Linked DNA regions of Sus scrofa: region 2 is linked to region 1. A link is a contact called in public Hi-C data. All regions are on one chromosome and are shown on one strand. The core of a region is the stretch at or near the end of the contact, and the rest is flanking DNA. Distances in the headings are between cores, read along the strand shown.

Evidence for each region. Hi-C and Micro-C count contacts between places; a contact is called where the count stands out from the background.
Region 2: a Hi-C map of liver shows a contact between it and region 1, with 15 times the contacts expected there. A contact is called at or near these places in 2 of 47 Hi-C or Micro-C datasets (heart right ventricle and liver) and 1 of 2 datasets of targeted methods (skeletal muscle).

Annotation. Positions count from the first base shown.
Region 1 is chr4:118,394,064-118,397,324 of Sscrofa11.1, reverse strand. The region is part of intron 3 of PALMD (palmdelphin); the gene reads left to right. LOC110260438 (a long non-coding RNA gene) reads left to right here. Exons shown (of 2, transcript XR_002343735.1): 2 at 1-3,261. Among named protein-coding and RNA genes, the nearest start is that of PALMD, 32 kb to the left of the region's middle.
Region 2 is chr4:118,495,142-118,498,402 of Sscrofa11.1, reverse strand. No RefSeq gene overlaps it. Among named protein-coding and RNA genes, the nearest start is that of PALMD, 69 kb to the right of the region's middle.

The DNA.
Region 1 (3,261 bases), core at 380-2,879:
CTCCGAGGGAAGTCTCAGTAGCCTTGTGACTTACACGAGGACACGAAGTTACAGGAAGGTCTGAACCTTCTACCAGCGGACCCACGCGTCACACACAGGTCTCACTGACTCCAGATCTTTCCATCATGCTTCGCTCTGCTTATTCTCCATTCATCTCCATGAACGTTCATTGAGAACCTGCCACATGTAAGTCTTGGTTCATCTAGAGGAGGTTCAAGGATCACACACTCCTCAAAGCGAACTTTTATTTCTGTTTACTTTTACGTGGATTATCTCATGCAAAACAACTTGAAACACAGATTTTAGGCCACGAACAGGGATGTCACAGATTTCTGGCTGTGCTGACATGAGTAAAGGAGGAGCAAAGGAGCAAATGAACAAGCCAGAACATGGAAGGAACATTAGTTTCAGGGACCCATCCTTTAGATGGTGGTCGTGAAGAAAGAATGTTTAAAAGCAGAGACTCGCTGTGTGAAAGGAAGGGTCTGCCATAGGGACCAGGCTTCCGCCCTCCCCAGGCGAGTCCCCAGAGACGAAATCTACAGCACAGGAAACTTCCACACCATCCCTTGCTCTGCCATAAAGCAAAGGTCGCTCAGGTCATTTAGACCAATGACGGCTAACTGGTCTTTATTGGTTATTCTAGTTATACTGAGGTCGGAATTTATATTTTTGGTCTTCAAATAATAAGAGTCCTGTTCTTCATATCAAATATGAACAATTAACACTAGAAGCAAAGTAAAAATGAAGTGGATAGAAAGCAGAAAATATAGTGGGTGCTCTATAATACTGTTAGAGATAAATGTTAAGGGTTACAAGGCACAAAGCCAGTAATTATTTCTGGGTGGAGAGAGTCAACGGCTGTATACATCACTGAATATGTTTTGTCATCTCATAATATGGTTACAAGTAGTACCTTCGCTAAAAATAATTTTCCCCTACAACTTTTTTTTTTTTTTAAGAAAAAAAGCTTTTCCAAAATCTTGGATAAGCACATCAGCAGTTAACCTGCCATCTACAACAGTATTTGAAGGTCACTTGGGAAACTCATGTCACTTATGTAGAGGTCAATTTGAAGTACTACTACAATTATTTAGCTCTTAATAAGTGTTTGGCATGTCCTGCAAGGTTCTCTCCAGGCCCTAATTAAAACCACACACCCTGCTTCTGTCCTGGCAGAATATTTGGGAAGCCCATAACTAACCAATTCACCACACCACACCAACCTCCAGGGCACGCGTTTATTTGCATTCACTTGAAAACTACCTTTGCAACTTGCACATAAAAGTGACTGATTCTCTGAAAACCGGTTCGGCTTCTTGTTTTTAATGGCAAATGCAACCCTTAATTTACAAAATATTATTCTGATTAAGAGGACTGGCTTTTCTACTAAATCATGCTCTTCTGACATTACCTGTGTACCAGGCAGTTTCAGATCAAGATAGTATCAGATAACTGTTAATATTTACAGAGTTATGTTAGGAGATGAGATTCACCCATGCAAGAGCTATTCACATATAACCATAAATTATTCAGCTTTTCTAAACATCTGCTGTTCCCAATTATCAGAGCAAACTGACACTTGTTTCAATGTCACTGTCGGACCAGCTCTTTGCTAGTTATCTTGAAGCTGCTGTGCTGTAGTGCTCGTCCTGTTCTTCACTGCTCAGGATTAGAGGCAGTAGATCTGGCTCAGGCAAACTTAGCATTTGCTCCATGCCAAATGCCCTTTATTTCTCTGGCGGGCTTACCCATGGCATGTGATTGTTTGCACTGGTGGGTTAGATCTTTCTCATTACAAGCATGCTCTTTGGCAAGGGCCAACTATAGGGCAATTCTTGTCCTATATTCATGCATAGAAGTATTCTTCATCTTTTATTTTCTTTCTAAAAATTTTTTACTGTTATTCCCCCAATAAAATTTTTTTTCCCACTGTACAGCATGGTGACCCAGTTACACACACATGTATACGTTCTTTTTTCTCCCATTATCATGCTCCACCATAAGTGACTAGACATAGTTCTCAGTGCTACACAGCAGGATCTCATTGCTAATCCATTCCAATTTTTTGATATAGTTTTATTTCAGTTTGGTGAATAAAGTGTGCCTGACATGTAGTAGGTGCTTAATTAAAGTCTGTTAAATGTCTAGTGCAATTTATTGGACCCCAACTTTAAAAATAAAACAAAGCCCACCTTCTACTAGATTACATACTCTCAGTTTTATTGGGAAAACAGAGTTTGACATTCCCATTGGCCAAATTATCTATAGAGATAAAAATATCTGTAACCTCTGACCCATTAGTAATAACATACCCATATGTGTACTCAACAGTATCTGCTGCAATTTTAGAGCTACTCTCTTAGATAAATTATGATTTAAAAATAATAAAATAAGGGAGTTCCCATAGTGGTGCAGCAGAAACAAATCTGACTGGTATCTGTGAGGATGTGGGTTTGAGCCCTGGCTTTGCTCAGTGGGTTAAGGATCCGGCGCTGCCATGAGCTATGGTGTAGGTCACAGATACGGCTCAGATCCTGGTTGCTGTGGCTGTGGTGTAGGCCGGCAAAGCTATAGCTCCGAATCAACCCCTAGCCTGGGAACCTCCATATGCCCTAGGTGTGGCCCTAAAAAGCCAAAAAAAAAAAAAATTAATTTTAAAAATAAAATTAAAAAAATAATAAAATAAAATAAGCCTTCCTTTTTTCATTGCAAACCTTATCCATTCAATATTAACTAACTTAATAATGTCAACACAAACCATGGTGGATTTGATATCATTTAGAAAAAGCATGCAAATTCTTTAACTACTAGGAGCAAAAACTTTTTTTTTCTATTTTTACTGTTGAACTATCTGAAATGCATGATACTAATGATTCATCCTGCAAACCAACAAAAAAAAAAATATGAAAAAAATTCCTAAAATTTGTCACACCAAGGTATATCCACCATAGGACTATACAATAAGTAGTATACTGGCTTTGTTGCTTTAAAAGATTCTAGAACAGTAGCTTCAACAAGATTAGAAAGGTTCATTTTCCTCCTACTCAGAGCAATCCTAGCTGGGAGAAATTCAAGGGAGGGGAGCAGGAATGTTACATGATATGATAAGAGACCCTGTTTCTTTCTGTCTGGTTGCTTTGCCACCCCTAAGGAATGCCCTTGGTTGTAAGGTCAAAGGCAACTCCCATCACCAGGTCTGCATTTCAGCTTAGGAAGAGGAAGATAAATGAAGGTCAAACAGCTCGATTTTTAGGCTAT
Region 2 (3,261 bases), core at 318-2,817, 100 kb before region 1:
AATACAATAAGGAATGAAAAAAAAAAAAGCATAGAGATTTTAAAGGAAAAAATTAACCTGCATGTATTTTCATATGACATGATTGCCCATGAAAAAAAATTTAAAGAACCTCCAAAAGAACTTCTAGAACATATTACTACTAGTAAATGAGGTGAGCAAGTTCACAAGATACAACATAAACATACAAAAATCCATTATATTTCTATGTGAACACATAGACACTGAAATTTAAAATGCAATACCAGTTATAACTGTTCCCCCAAATGAATCACTTAGATGTAAATCTAACAGAAACAGGCATAGGACTTAGATGCTGAAAATTACAAAACACTTATGAAAGAAAGCAAAGAAGATCTAATAAATGGCAAGATATACCACATTCATAGATTGGAAGACTAAGCATAAGTTGATGTCAGTTCTCCCCAAATTGACATGCAAGGTTTAACATAATTCTTATCAAAATTCAGCAAGATTTCTTATAGACATAAATGAGACTGTTCTCAAATGTATGTGGAAAGGCAAAGAAACTTGAATAGTTAAAAATAACTTTTTTTAAAAATGAAGTGGGAAGAATCAGTCTACCTCAACTTAAGAATTAGATTATAGCTACAGTAATCGAGGCTGCATGGTATTATTGCAGGAATAAGCACACAGATCAATGAAACAGAATAGAAAGCCCCAAAATAGATACCCACAAACAGGCCCAACTGATTACTGACAAGGGCACAAAAACAATTCAATGGAGGAAAGACTGCCTTTTTTTTTTTTTAAGTAAATTCTTTTTTAATTTTTATTATTATTATTAAAGTATAGTTGATTTACAATGCTTCATCAAGTTCTATTGTACAAACTAACCTAATCACACACATTTCCCTATGCTGTACAGTAGGCCTTTTGGACAACACATGCTGAAGCAATTGAACAACCACGGGCAAAAAAAAGAGAAGAAGAAGACAGGAGAAGAAGGGGGAAAGAGAGAGAGAAGGAGAAAAGGAGAAAAGGAAGAGGAGAAAGTAACTTGACCTAAACCTTCTCTTTTACAAAAAACACACACACACATACACAAAAGTAAATATTGACAAATGGAAAACATTAAACCATAAAACTTTTAGAAGAGCACATATGAGAAAATCTTGAGAACCTAAAACTAGGCAGAGTTGTTAGACTTGATAACAAATGAAAAATTGGTAAATTGGACTTTATTAAAATTAAAACTTGTGCTATGCTAAAGACCTTGTTTATGACAAGCTACAGACCAAGAGAAAATATTTGCAAACCAAACATAACCGACAAAGGACTGGTGTCTAGTGACTGGAAATGTGAAGAATTCTCAAAACTCAACAGGGGAAAAAAAAAAAATCTAGGTAATACATAGGCAAAAAAACCTGAAGAGACATTTCATGGAAGATGATATAAGGATGGCAAATAAGCACACAAAAGATGTTTGACATTACTGGCCACTAAAGAAGTGCAAATGAGAATCACAAGGGCATACAACTGCACACCTACCAGAATGACTACAACAAACAAATTGTGACAGTCCCAAACTCTGGCCGGGATACAGAGAAACCAGATCACTCACACTTGGCTACTATGCTCTTAGGCATTGATCTCAGAGCAATGAAGACTCACATTCACATTAATCCTGTGCATGAATGTCTGTTGCAGTTTTGTTCATAAGGGCCCCAAGCTGGAAATAACACATGGCACTGTGTGTACTGGAACATACACCTGGGGCATTTTAGTTATGTCTTCCATGTCCTTCTCCCCAACTTAAAAACGACACGTTTGAGGTCTGAGGTCTTATCTAACTGTGAGACATAGAGTGTCAAAAGGATGACAGCTCTCCAGCCAGGCCATGGAGGTCAGATCCTACATGGTGGCTGACTGGACCTGACCAATTTGACTTTTCTGTACCTGTATTTCCTCGACTGCAGGAATGATAATAGTAAGACACCTACCTGCAAAGTTCTTGGAACAGTGTTTGGCACACAGTAAGCTCTCACCACATATACCTGGCTTCTGACACTTGGCCCAGAGCCTGAGAAAGAGTAAGTGTTTTAATAAATGTTTTCCGAATGAACGAATGAATCAATAAGCGTGAATGAATGAATCACTAAGGTCTAGAAATATTTTCCCTGCCACTGGTTAAACGCTTGCCCTTTCTCTCCTGATCAGTATAAATCTAATCAAGGCCTTTATCACATCTTGTTATACTAATATAATAGACTCTGACCTAATAAATGAGATAATGTTTAATGTACTTAGGCCAATGCCTGACACAAAATAAAAGCTCAATGATTATAGCCATGATTAGATTACTACAGAATTGTGAATTCACAGGGAGTCATTCTCTACTTGTTCTAAGAATAAAGTAAATCTCTTACCATAACATTTAAGGTCTCACATTCTGACTTTAAACTAGTTTATGTACAAAAAAAAAAAGTGCTCAATAAATAACAGCTATAATTATATTTACTATCTTCCTCACTAGATTCTTTTCCAATCATATATTCAAATCCCACCACATTACTCACTATTTTCTGAAGAAGCCATGGCTCTATCTACAATGTTTTTCTCTCTTCATTTCCTGCCAAATATTTTCCCTTTAGTAAAGCTTACATGCCATCATCTATTTCTAGCCAAACCCCACCCATCCACCTATCCAAACCCCATCCTTTATCTGAAGCATTCTTGAAGCATTCATTTATTAATTATCTTTTCATGCCCAGGGACCAGCACAGTGCCTAAACGCATAATAATGCTCATTAACACTGAAGTTGGATTGAGGAAAAGAGAAGAGTGCCAACTAAAGACACGAGTTTTTAAAACTCCTGAAACCCCTACTGTTTTCCTCAGAAAATAATCATTATAACTGAGTGCCATGGGCAATATATGGTAAAGTGCTTTGGTTTCTAAGAAGGAGGATGTTTGCTTTTAAGATGTCATAAAAAGCAGCCACATGAATCTCCCAGGAAACCCCAAGTGTGTGTCTCTGAGGAGTGTATCTAAGCTGGGTGTTAAAGGAGGTACCACCATTCTGACTCCTTCTCTCCCTCATTCTCTGACCCCCCATCCCCACCCCCACCCCCACCCCCACCTGCCAGGAACAGTCCTCCTGAGACCACCCTGGCCCGTGCTGTCCCAGGCTCCCAAACATACACGCCTGGGTCCACCTTTCCCCTGCGTCCTTTCCCCCTCACTCGGCAACATTCACTCTTCCGCCAGCAAAAATCCCAATGCCCAGGATCCTATTCTCAA